2 separate regions of the Anas platyrhynchos genome follow, and region 2 is linked to region 1. Evidence: chromatin contacts called from public Hi-C data. All regions are on one chromosome and are shown on one strand. Each heading gives the region's core, a stretch centred on a gene start, on an enhancer-like site or on the middle of the called end of the contact. The rest is flanking DNA. Distances are from core to core; before and after follow the strand shown.

Evidence for each region. A called contact is a pair of places that touch in the nucleus more often than the background predicts.
Region 2: a contact with region 1 is called in a Hi-C map of subcutaneous adipose tissue, with 1.6 times the contacts expected there. The contact joins the enhancer-like site here to the promoter of LOC101795869 in region 1. A contact is called at or near these places in 4 of 8 Hi-C or Micro-C datasets (liver, skeletal muscle and subcutaneous adipose tissue).

Annotation. Positions count from the first base shown.
Region 1 is chr2:154,534,074-154,540,711 of IASCAAS_PekinDuck_T2T, reverse strand. It overlaps LOC101795869 (mitogen-activated protein kinase kinase kinase 3), which reads right to left and starts at 2,555. Exons shown (of 17, transcript XM_027450359.3): 1 at 2,246-2,555.
Region 2 is chr2:154,580,655-154,587,292 of IASCAAS_PekinDuck_T2T, reverse strand. It overlaps LOC101795869 (mitogen-activated protein kinase kinase kinase 3), which reads right to left. Exons shown (of 17, transcript XM_027450359.3): 6 at 3,890-4,003; 7 at 2,353-2,464. Among named protein-coding and RNA genes, the nearest start is that of ACAA1, 21 kb to the left of the region's middle. Within about 2 kb of position 3,347, at least 3 of the 8 cell types and tissues checked have an H3K27ac peak or open chromatin away from gene starts, as enhancers often do. A contact at or near this core is called in subcutaneous adipose tissue, where this site is marked.

The sequences.
Region 1 (6,638 bases), core at 1,306-3,805:
ATCGCAGCGGAGGGCAGGCCCTGCTAGGGATTCTCATTAAATCCTGAGTCACTTGGTCTCCCCTGACATTTGTTTGAGGATTTTCCAGGGAAGGGAAAAGAGGCTGAAGAATGCATTTTGGAGCCAAAACAACCTCTTCTGTGGCGTACAGGTACCTGTCACCCTAAAAGCCTCAGCACCTGCAGGTCCACCCCTGTGGGTTGCCCAATGCTCTAGGGACCGGTGCAGGATGACATCCAGCACCACATCCCCGTCCCCACAAGAAGATGCAGGGCTTGAGCGTGCACCTCCTACACCCCACCTCACCAAATGCTTCTCCCCAAACCACTGCAGCAGCGGGTAAGCCAACTTTGGGCCAAATTCCTCTCCACTACGACTCATGCTGGGACTGCAACCTGTCTGTTTAAGCCAAGGGAGCATCTCAGCGCTCTTGCTCTGCCATCCTGTGCAGCCCATCTTCTGCAGGGAGCAGGCTTTGAAGTGCGAGGCATCTATTTTTCGGTCTTGTGTTACTGACGGGACAGGGATTTGGTTGGAGCCCAGTGGCATTTCGCAGGTCGGGACAGACACGCTGCCCCCGTGGATGCTTTCCTGGAAGGATTCCCAGAAAACACCCGGTCACCTTCACCTTGCTGGAGCTTAGATAGGAAAATAAAGTCTGGGGATTCGGGTTCGGCATCAGCGGGCCATTTAGAGCTCTTCTCAAAAGGCTGAAAAGTGCCTGAGGACTCCAAGGAAAAAAAAAAAGTTGAATTCCATATCCCCCTTCCTATGGCTCTATAATGCGTTTTCCATCTCGCTGGTGCACAGCTGACATTCTGCACATTGCTGTGCACATTGTGCTTGGCCGCAGCTCCGTGCGGAGAGGGGAGTGGAAAGGCCAGAGTCCAACCAAGTTCCTGCTGCCGTCGGGCACCAGCGGCCCCAGCTCCCAGGACAGCAGGGACACGGGACACGCATCCTTCTCCCGTGTTGGACCTCAGGAAATGTAAAAAAATCCAGAGATTTGGAGAGATTTGTCCATCTCTACACAACACAGGCTCTCCATCCCAAATGAAAATCCAGGCTACATCTCTCTGAGCGAGCTGTAAGGGTCTCCAAAAAAAGAAACACACTGCCCCTCGGCACACGTAGCCACGGCAGAGTTTCTGACGGAGATTTAAGACTGATGGAAAAAAACTCGTGGTACCGAACCCCATTTGGGGAAGGGATGTATAAAAGAGCCTTTAAAGCCGCAGCCCACCAGGCTGGCAGCCCGTCCAGCCACGCATCCTGCCTCCAACAGAGGAGCTTTTACAAGCCGGGAAAACTTCCTAAGGCAAAGACTGTGCCCGGCTGCAGAGGAAAGCCCCAAAATCTCAACCCCCTTCTATTACATGGTCTGGAAAGCAGACCCTCAGATGCAGCTATGCCAAGATGCATTTATTCAAGCCTTGAAACTCCCAGTGTCACCTAAACTCCGTATAAACCCCAAATCTCCAAAAAAAAGACCCTGTTATGTCGCATTCCCCATCCTCAGCGTTTTGAGAAAGCCTTTTGAGGGGTTTCACCCCTTGCACCGGCAACGCGGGGCCAGCCCCAAACCAGAAGCAAGGTTTAATTGCAAAAAAATTAATAAAAAAATGAAAACGCCACCGGGTTGCGAACCGAGAATTGGGGAGGAAGAGGAAAAAGCAGCAGATGAGGGGAAAAAAGGCTTTTTCTGGGTAAAATGGGGCCGGCGAGAGACACGCTCACTGCAGGGTGGTGGGTGGAAGGCTTCGTGCTGAGCCTTGCCTTGCAGCCAGGGCTTTGGGAGCAGCTTTTTTACCCCGAAATGAAACCCATCCTGCTTTTCTGTCCCCTATAGGGCTGCTGTAGGACAACCGTGTCGGGCACCAACTTGGGGAGACGGCTGGCGGAGCCAAACCCGAGCAGCCTGGAGGAAGGGGACACCAGGACCAGGTTGGGAACCCAATCTGCTGCCTCTAAGGGGACATCCCGGAGGTGGGGGGGTTGTTATAGGGTGCCCAGCACCCACAACCCCCCAAATCCCAAAAGTGCTGTAGACAAGCAACACCCCTCCCTTGCATTGCTAGAGGATGGGGCAGGGAAAAACTCGAAATAAAACGCCTCCAGAACCAGACCCGGACACGAAACCCCAAAACCGAACCCGCGGAGCCAAACCCGGACACAAAACCCCAAACCCAAATGGGGCAGCGCGGCTGCAGCCCCCCTCCCCGGATCCCCTCCAGCACAGCCTTACCCGTCCGGAGAGCGGCTATCCGCGGGGAGCCATGCGCGGAGGCTGCGAGTGCTGCTTTGGCACGGCTGGGCTGGCTTGGATTTGGCACGGCACGGCTCGGCTGGGCTGGATTGGGTTGGGTTTAGCACGGCTGGGTTGGATTAGGTTGGGTTTAGCACGGTTGGGTCGGGTTTGGCACGGCTGGGTTGGGTTTAGCACGGCTCGGCTCGGCTCGGGCTCAGCTGGGTTCGGCTTCGGCTCGGGCTCGGCTTCGGCTCGGGCTCGGCTTCGGGTTCGGCTCGGCTCGGCTCAGGCTCGGCTCGGTTCGGGGGGGGGGGCGGCGCGGGGCGGCGCACAAAAGCGGGAGGAAGCGGTGACGCGCTCGGGCGCCTCCGCCAATAGGGAAGCGGCCAAGCCCCGAGGCCACGCCCCCACCCGCGGCCGCCCCGCGTCCCGCCGCCAGGGGGCGCCATTTTGTGCCTCACCGCCCCTCCGCCGGGGGGCGCCATTTTGTGGCCCCTTCCCCGCTGAGGGGCGCTGGGGGTTGTGTGGGGGTGGCAGCCCCGCTGGGTTCTCAGTCCTTCAGTTTCTTCAGTTTTTGGTTAATTTGGGCTAGTGAGGTGTTGTTTAGCCCTTGGGGAGTCCAGGGGGTGGGCTGTTGAGGGAGCCGGTTGAGGTTCTGTGGAGTTTGGTGAGGCGGGGGGCGGTTGGGGGGGTGAGGAGGGAGGGAGGTGAAGCCCCCTCATGGAGCTGCAGCAGGGGGGACAATGAAACTGCTTAAACTGTGTAGCTGTCTGCACACAGCCAGGACATGAAAGGATTGCTCTTGTCACTTAATTTGCTTTTGCCACTTCAGGGGGGCTGAGGGAGAGCAGACGCAGCCAGGACTGAAGGACCCCCAGCCCTTCCTGGGCTGTCAGCGATGCCCTGCACAGCGACTCCAGGCTCCTCAGACAGCCTCGGGGCTGCTCTGACTCACACCCACCTGCCCCAAGGCTCCTTGGTGCATCCCGGTCCCTTTGGGCTTAGCCCTCGAAGGCTTGAAGGCAAAACAAGTTAAAACAAGGCCTGAGCCTCAGAGATGATGCGAGTGGGGCCTGAGGTTTGCACTAGAAATCACTCACGCTTGTGAGAAAGGCAGAGAACTCTCGCAGACGATGGAGAAAGTGAGTAAGAGTGTTTTGCTGACTGGTTCCCCGTTTCCCCATTTAGTAAATGCGTTGTGGAGAAGAACAGGAACAAAGTCAGTCTGCAGTTGTGTGGGAGAGAAAAAAAAAAAAAAAAAAAAAAAAAACAGGCAGAATCCTAAACCCAGACCCATTCACCTCAAGCTTTTCAGGGCTGGCTGCTGCAAGAAAGTTTCAGCAAAATAAAAAAGCCTATTGCCTGTAAAGGCAATAGAAACCCCAACCAGGGACCCCTCCAGAGAGCTTCAGATCTCACAGCCCCGCATACAATCGCGTGACCTATTAATAAAATCCATAGAAACCAATTCTGTGTACCAAATAACAGCAGATGGCTCCAGCCCAAACCGCTCCGGGTTCCCTCACTCCATAAATGATTTTACTGGGGCTAGTCGTGATCTTGATGTAATTGAATAGGTTTCACTCTTCTCCCTCTCCCTCCCCCTCCCCAGAATATTTGTGCAGCTTACGGAGAGGCATCCAGGGGGACCGAGCTGTTGCTGGAAGGAACCTCTGACTCCAGCTTGCCTCATCGGTTTGGGAAGCGGCGTAAGTCTATCCTGAGCCACCTGGCTTGGAGAAGGAGGTTGCCTCTCTCTGCACCTTCCCTCTAACCCTTACAGCTTTTAATAAAGCTCTGGTAACTTGGCACATTCAAAATGTTTGGCTCCTGCCCATCAGGGATGTATGTAATGAATTCTTGTGCAGATGCATTTCTGAAATGAATCAGATGTGTTTACCTTGGGAACCAGGCACAGGGCTCCAGGACTTGGGTTTCGAGCATATAAGGCACTAAGTGACAAGGATCTCCTGTAAAACCTCCTGTTTTTAATGGGAATCCATTAGGCAAGCAGCAGTTCCTTGTGAAAACTCCTTCCAAAGCAGTTTCTCTTTCCTCAACTCGTTTGATGCTCCAGGAATCCAGCTGCAGGGATTTCGGTTCTAGGGTGTTCCTGAACAATGCAACGCCCTCGCTGTGTGCAAAGCCTCATTCTGTTGATGCCAGCAGCTCTCTGCTGATGGGCGTGCTGAGGACCTGCCCCAAAATTCTGCCTCCTCGAGCTGCTCCTGAAAGCATTGCTGAAGCCTGGCAGGATGCGTGGAGGTGTGTGGCTCTGCGTGCTGTGGTACAAACACAATCCAGCAACCCTCACCACCTTTCTGGAGAGGAGCAGGGAACACACAGCGGAGAGCTTTATGGAAAGTCAGTGCAGACGGTGGCTGTAGTGGTTGTAGCGTCTCTCTTATTTCTTATTTCTTATTTATTTATTATTTATTATTATTTCTTATTTTTTATTTCTTCTTATTTCTTTCTTGCTATGCAGAAATAAGAGAGACACGGAGCTGTTTTCTGTCCCTGAGGACAGCAGACACGGCACACCTTGTATCCACACAGCCTGCTTCTTCCTTCTTTTCTTTAGGTTGGATGTTAGGAAGAACTTCTTTACTGAGAGGGTAGTTAGACATTGGAATGGGCTGCCCAGGGAAGTGGTGGAGTCCCCATCCCTGGAGGTCTTCAAAAGACGTTTAGATGTTGAACTGAGCGATATGGTTTAGTGGAGGACTGGTTAGTGCAGGCCTACACCACCCTGACAATATCTGCAGAGAAAAGTTGGGTAACACCAGTGGGTGCTAGTGACATACAAGAAAAGTGGATCTGCAGCCCCAGAACTTGCAAATCACAGCCCTGGGCAGTTCAGTTTATGCTCCTCCTTTCATGATGTCAGCACCAGCGTTTGCTGTGGGGAGCAAAAGGGGAAGACACTTGGCTTTTACCTAACTGCTGCTATTTTGGGCTGTGGCAGGGTTGCTGAGCCCCCATCACTTCCCAGCTGCCCTCCTCTTCCTCTCGTATTGCACGAAATGCTCCCTGGTCGTTGGGATTGTCCTCCCTGCATGGGATCTGCTATGGGAAAGCCCTCACAGCAAGCAGGCTCTTTGCCTCAGTGGGTTTTGACTTCTTTACTCAAAAAATGCAGAAGGCTGAGTGTGACAGCAGCGTGCAGCAGCGCTGATACACCAAAACACAAAGGTTTTAACTCAGAATTTATCCCCACCGGGTGGGATTACACCGAAGTTAAGTTGTGTGGATGATTTTTTTTTTTCCTGGTAGCTGTCACGTGTGCTTGCATGGCTGGATGTAACTTTCCGTGCCGCCGTTGTTCCATGACTCACCTTCTCTGCCTAAACAAAGGCAGAAAGAGCTCCAAGGAGGACAAAGTGAAAGTGGAGGGGACCCGATTGCAGGTTGGCTTGGTGAGCAAACGCTATTACTGAGCGTTTTTCTGCAGTTCTCCTTCACACACCGTGTATAACTGGAAACTTGTGTCCTCCAAGCAGAATTTGCACGGTGATGCTGGACATCAGGCTGCTCAGAGGGGCAGAGCTGAAAGCCCTGGCTGCATACAGACACACTTCAGACTTTTTCAGACAAGGTCAGAACCATCCCAAAATATCTACGGGCTCATCTGATGCCAGAAGCTTGTGGAAAGGAGCACAAGAAACACTGTCCTTGCAGCATTTGCAGCTGAAAGTGCAAGAAAGCCAAAAATCACAGGGGATATCCTGCATTTCTGTCCCAACTTCCCCCAAAGTTCAGAGAAAATCACAAGTTTCCTGGGTAGAACTGAGATTCCCCCACGCTGTGACTGGCCCCTCTTGAGTAAAGGCTGAGGGATGAGACTGAGACTTGGTCCTGACTTGGCTTCAGGCGTGTGTGTCCAGCCTGCCCTGTTCTTTGACTCCCCTGCCTTTGGCAGGATTTGGCTCCCTGAGAACCCGACCCTATTTCCATAATCCCTCTCCTGATTACAGCTGCTGTTTTACAGCATTTTACACTTCTTGGTGCATTCTTGCTGAAGAAGCTCCCATCAGAACTCTTCAGGCATGTCTACACTCCCGCAGCTGACGGGGAATCAAGCACAAGCAGCCATCGTGCCCGTGAGCCTTCGTATTTCTTCACGGAGCTGGATTTGAGCTGCCAGAAACCAGGGGAAGCAGAGACTGATTTACCATAAGTGGGACCCGTCCCATTAGCCATAAACTTATCCGCACGCATCGACTGCAAACCCGCAGTTTTTCCCTTAAATCTGTCACGAGGGGGGGGAGAAACAGCAGAAACAATCACAAGCTGGCTGTTTACGCCTGTTTTGTTTTAGAAGTGGGCTTGCACAGAAAGTTTGCAGCCCTGCTGCACAGACAGCTCGCAGCCATCTCTTATCACAGCAGCC
Region 2 (6,638 bases), core at 2,098-4,597, 46 kb before region 1:
TCTGGCCAGCCTGTGTCCCCCCCAAGTGCCCTTGTGGGGTTTTCTCTCAGTAAATAAGTACAGCCCTCAGTTAGCTGAAAATTTAGGACCCCGACAGGTTTGAAGCCAAACTTTTTCTGACACTTTGCTGAACGTTTTCAGATGCCGGTTACAGAGACTGGAACATTTTCCACTTCCAAAAAAAAAAAATAAATAAGGTGGAGTGGGGGGAGGGATTTTCACCGAAAATGCTTATGAAAAAAATAAGAAAAATATTGACTTTGCATGAGGTTTTTTGGGGACATGGAGTTGAAGACATTTTCTGTCCAGCAGAAGCAAAAATAGCCAAATCTTCCCCAGAACATCTGCCCCCCCCTTCCATCGTGCTCGTGCCAACGACATGCAGTTTTATTAGTTTTTGCTGCTGCTATCACGGCGGAGTCAGCAGAAAAACACGAGACAGCTGAGAAGCACCGAGAACATGACCCTGAGCCACCTCTTGCTGTAACATCACGTTAAATCTCCTTTCAAACGTGGTTTTAAGGGAAAAGCTGAACTGAGCTGAGATCCTCACGTGCTAGCAGCTGCTTTGATGACAGCAGAAGCAAATACTGTGAAATATCTTGCACCTGCAGGTGGAGAACAGATTCTCCTACAGAAACCCCAATCTCTTAGGATGATTTTTGATTATCCACCAAATCGAATCCAGGGAAACACAACACAGGATTATATTTCTGTCTGTCTAAGGCCTGCTCTTCAGCTCTCTGTTCCATCTGCCATGCTGCTCGCCCTTTCAGCTCGCTGAAGTTTCTGTCCAGCTGCTGGAGAGCCCAGATCTGACTCCAGAAATCATCAAAACGAAGCTGGTGGATTGCAACAACCCCTGTAAGTGGGCTGTGGTAGCTTCATACGGAGCCCAAAGAGCTCCAAAGAGGCCTGGAGAGCTGCTGCCATGCAGGTTTGTTGCAGGCTCTGTCCAAACTAAGAGCAAGAGTTGTGGTTTGCACGGGAATAAAAGAGGGATGGCTGTGGCAAGGGCAGCTAATGATGCAAAAGCACCAAAGATCCTGTTTGGGATGCAGTTTGCATGCAAGGATCAATTTTCTCACTGCACACAGGATCAATTCTGCCTATTACACTCAGTTCACACATCAGTGACAGCTCACGGTGCCGCAGCTCTTCACTGGGTTACGTTAACAGCTTAGTTAGTGCCAAAAAAAGCCCTTCAGAGATGTCTTGCTCAAGCAGTTTCTGCTGAGGCTCTGCGCTTTGCCATGTCCTCGTGTCTGCATTTCATTCAGAACCATCTATAAACTCTGCCAGATTCTGGGCACATTCTCAAGAGCTATGAAAGCTAGAAAACCAACAAACAAACAAACAAAAATACAACAGAAAAAGATATCGCTGGCACATCCCAGCAACAGGACCACAGAGAGCTCTGGTACATGCAGCACCCACAGCTGGCTTCTTTCAGAATTGGGCATTGCTGCACAAGAGGCTAAACTGGACCTACCCTAGAAGGAAATTTCTTTCTATGTCATTGTCTGAGCCGCAGCAAACCAAAGGATTTGTTATCAAGGCAGTGCAGACTGTGAGAGACAGAAAGAGCGAATCCTCGGAGAGCAATACTCTTTGTTGCACAGAGTTTGGAAGCTTTCAGGTTGTATTGATAGAGATGCTCTTTGGAGGGTGAAGGATATCTTCGCGTATCTGAGAGCCCCACTTTACAGATGGGAAATAACTGGATGAGCACACTGGGGCTCTGTAGAAATGCCCGTGTAAGCATCACCCACGGATGTAGCAGGGAACATTCACTGCTAGACAAAATCACTGAGCCTGCCTGCTGTAATGTGCAGACTGACAGCCCTGCTATATGGACCGACGGGCTGCTTTACCGGTGCTGCACAAGACTTCTCTCTCTACAAAATCCCCCAAGGATTCTCGCCCAAAAGGTCCTACAGACAGACTGCCAGCAGCACTTAGCATTTCAAAACGCTCCGAGTTATTTCAGAAAGCAAGAAAAACACCAACTCAGGCACATAAAACAGAAGAAAAGACCATGTAAGATCCTCACTCTTCGTTTCAATTAAGCTCAAATTCACGTTTTCCCCCTCACGTTACACCTCAGATCATCTGCTCTTCCTTCGTTTCCACGCCTGACTGGACTTGCTGCTCACCACAACCTTGGCCACATCCTTGCAGTTTCTTCCTCAGGCTGAGGATAAGCTGTAACTGCACTGAAATACTGGTGGGAGACCTCGGGGTAGACAGCAGACCATAATACTTACAGGGATTGTGAGGGAAAATGGAAAGGGGACGGTGGCCCTGCTTGTAATAGCACCAGCAGCCCACAGAGCACCACATCTCACTGACCTGTTGAGTATTTCCGCGTCCTCTCAGAGTCCTTGTACAGGGATCCCATGATGTCCCCCATGGATCTGGAGATCCTCATCTCGTGCTGCTTGCTGTTGTTCGGCTGGAGGAGCTGGGGATCAGACAAAGGGAACGATCAGACTCTGCCCCTTTGCAGAGGCACCCCGTGAAAACCTCTGTTTGACTCCTTATGGCCATACTAACCAAGAAGCATTAAAAAAAAAGACCCCCAAATCACTCACAAGTTACATCTGTTACTAAAACGCTGTCAAACAATAAAATTGAGGCCCAGTCAGCAAAAGTAAATACAGACATATGACATACAGACTGTTCCTGCACTGCCTGATTTCAGGATTGGTACGGAGATTGAGTCTTGCCCTGAACCCACGTTTGTGACCCCAAAAACTTCTCCTCTGTGCTCCCTCAGTGGCAGACCAAGCACTGCAGAGGCTCCTCTGTACAGAGCAGACAGCAGACAGTCAGTCTTCGCTACGGAATACAGAGAAGGACTGCAAAGAATTTCCAATCCAGCTGGTAACTTAAGTGCAGCCTGAGTTACACTGGCAGGACTTGCTGGTGGCCAATCTCACCAACGTACCGTGCTACAGGGCGTTGTGATTTTGTGAGGATTTTGTGTATGACCTCAGAATGATCCCCTCGCCTGCAGTACGTGTTGCCATGCTTCAGGAAAAGCTCCACCAGCTCCAAAGGGATATGTGCATCTGCCTGGCTGCCCCGCTCTTAAGTAGCTGGCATAATGCTGCAATATTGCTGCAGCTAGGAGCAAGTGGATTTAGGAAATCCCAAATGATGGCTCAGTTTCCCCCTGGGACTCTGCTCCCTGCACCTTTTGGGCAGCTCTCAAAAGGAGCAGAGGAAACCCAAGTGCTGCAAGGACAAGCACTAGGAGTTTCAAGGCTCTCAGCCTCTCTTGTACTTCTAGGAAATATAAGGGAGAAACAAGAGTTGCAACATCTGCAAATCTCTTGTTTTACAGCCTGTGCTTGGGGCAGAACGACATGTGCTTTGGCAAGGCGCTCCGTGCAGGCGAGGTCAAGCTAACAGGCTTAGCTGCAAAACCACTGAGCTCAGGGAAAATAAATAAATAAAAACAAATAATAATAATAATAATAAAAAAGACAGTCCCGCGTGACACTGAAGGATTCTCTGGGTTGTTCCCCCCTGGCTGTTAGGATTTCAGCACCACAAGGAGGGAAGGGTCCCTGTGCTGGGTCACGGGGACAGCCAGCACCTCCTCCTGCATGTGGAGGGGATGCAGAGGAAGGGTGACAGCCTCCCCAAGCCAAAAAAAGAAACAAGAGGGTTCCCTGGGGGCTTCTTAGTTTGAGGATCAGTACAGCTTTAACCCTTCAGAGGTTGCAGGAGGAGTGGGAGGGAGCTGAGCTTGGTCTCCAGGAAGATTTCAGACCCCCCGAGGCCCAGCTCTCCCTCCGTCAGGAGACTTTTCCCCCTCCCCAAGGCAATAACGAGGCGCCTCACTTCGGACACGAAAGAGGAGAGAAGGTGAGGAGCTCACATTGGCTTTCTTTGGAGCGCTGACGAGGATCCGCAGGCTCTTCAGGGAAGGGCTCAGCTCCAACTGCTCCAGCGCTTTGTCCAAGTCTTCCTGGGATTTCAGCGGGATCAGGAGCTGGAAGGGATTGAACAAACACCGGAGCACGGCAGTGTCACACCGCTGGGTAAACAAAGGAAGCCAGATCCTCGCCGTGAGCAGCTTGGGAATGGGGGGACGAGGGAGGAACCCGAGGAGGCGGATGGAAAACAGAGACCCCATGCCCTCCAGCTCGTCGAGCTGCAGTGTTTTCTTCCAAGTTCTCATCTACCGTGGAACGGACGCAAGAATCACAACACAAACCATCTGCGAGGAGACAGCTTAAAGGTCAGCTCACCAATTCAGCGAGCGGTCAGAGGAGAGGGCTGAGACGAAGCCTTGCTGCCTGCCGTTCTGGGGCTGCTCTGATCTGGGAGTTTGTAGACAGGACCTGCTGCTATCCCGCGCCAAATCAGCCCCGTGCTTAAGCGGAGTTTGGGTTTCCTCCCTGGAATAATTTGAGTTTCTGTGCACTGACAGCTTCCCCAGCGTCTGGGCATCAGATGAGACAGGAACACCTCAAAAACTGGCCTCAAACCCTTTGCTGTGAGAGGTGTGCGCCGCTTTCCCTGCCAGAACAGCTTCTTTGACACCCAGCAGGACAGATTCAGCTCTGCTTTTTAGATGGTAAACAGAGTTTCCCCTCCTAACTCCTGAGGGAATTCGACCCCCTGGCATCGCTGTGTGCTGTACCACATCCCGCAGAGGGACTGCAAAGCTCCCAGTGCCCAAAATGCAACTATTTGCCCTCAATGCCCTACAAAGCAGGCTGCAGACTCTGTAGGTTGCCCAGGGTGCTGGCACCAAGAGCAGCCAGCAGAGCACATCACGCTCCTGCCTGTGCCAAAGCACACATGGGATCTGCTTACCAAAGGGACCGGGCGGCCACAGCGCCCAGTAAAGCCCCACTGGCCTTACTGGGAGCCCTGCCCTTGTGAAAGGCGGCTCTCTGGGTGCTCAGAGTTCATGTCCCAGCCACAGCAAACATGCCTCAGATCCACTGCCCAAGAAAAAGATGCTCAAACGTTGCCTGTGTCTCCCTTTTTGATCCATCCCAAGGTGTTGCCACCATTTTGGCTGCTGGCCTGAAGGTAAATACGCCTCCGACCGCGTGCACTAAGGCCAGGGCTTTGGGGATGTGCAGGTCAAGGGAAGGCCCCGGCCAACACAGACAAGGTTTCGTCTCAGGGAACTCCTCCAGTCACCTCTTCCACCCCCAGACCACAGCCTGAGCCTGCCAAGCTTCGTTTCAGGTGTTTGCGTGGCTGCTGTGCGGGCACCTCAAGGTTTAGGTGGTGTTTCTCCTCTCCTGGGTGAAAGGGAGGTCAGCTTTCAGCCCCGTTTTGCAGACAGGGAGCTGGGTCACACACAGGCTACCTCTTTTAGAGGCTAAACACTGGGCTTAACATCGTCATCCCTCAAGAGATCAAAGCTGTGGGTAGGAGGGAGGCCTGAGCTTACACCTACCCCAGGCTGAGCCAGGGGTGTTCTGCTTTAAGGTACACAAACACGGTTGATAAATTTCCACAAAAAGCCACAAGAGACCCTAGATCAAAGCTTTCAGCACACTCACCCGTGTGAATTAGGTTGTGCAGCCTCTGTCCAAAAACTATTTCAATGTTTTTGTGTCAGAAAAAGCCTCTAGGAGGAACCTGAGAAAGCCCTGCCACAGAGCGCTCCGCAGTCTGTCAAGGAAGGGACTCAAGTCCTCAACCAAACCAGCTGGGGGAAAATTCAAGGAGATGAACCTAACCAAGTGGGGTTTGGCAGAGAACACCACCAGCAGTGTTGTCTGGGCTGGGCCTCACAAGCCAAGCTGGAAATAGATTCCCAGTACGGGTCGTGTGTGAGGAGAAAGTGCTCCCCAGGCAGATACCAACCACTTGGGGCTTTCAGGAGGTTAAAGCACAGCTCACGGGTCCCACACGCTGCTCACCCATCTCCCCACCGAGCTCCTCACAAGCGTTCAGAGCTGCAACCCCTCAGCTGCTGCTGTGAACAAAATGTTCTGCAGCTCACTCCAGGCTCACAACTTTAACACATTCGCATGCCTGCTCCTGAGGAGCCAAAAATATCAGGCAGAAATTGCCCTCCCAGGGCCTGGAGCCAGTGTTTGGCTTGGCTTTACCGATCACCCGCATCTGGCAAGTAGATTTTGCTCCTTTTGGCTTCTACACTGGGGCACACATGGGTATCAGGGACAGATATAGGCATGGAATTAAATATAGGTCCAAGAAATAAGCCTAAGAAAGTGATTTCACAGGGTGAGTTTTCACCAGCCACAGCTTTATTGCTCGGACTCACTGCGTAAGACACTGCAGAAAGCCAAAGAATAGTAGGAAACGGGGTTAGGGAAAAAGCTGAGAGGTCAATTAGTTCATCTTCCTGCCCCATACAGGGCTGACTGGCATCAACAATTCTCGACAAAGGTTTGTTAAATATGCTTTTACACAGCCCTCCCCCCCCAGTGGAGCTTCTACCGTTTCCCTAGGCTTTAACTCCCCTCAGCCTCCTGAAATGATGCTGAGAAGAAGCGATGGTTGCCTCTAAACCAACGCTCAAAGGGAGGTCTCAGAGGGGAACTGGAGGCACGCAGAGGTTCAGTGATCTGCACAAGGTCACCTCACAAGCTGGTGACAGAGGTGGGACAGGGGAACGCCTCACCACACCTGGA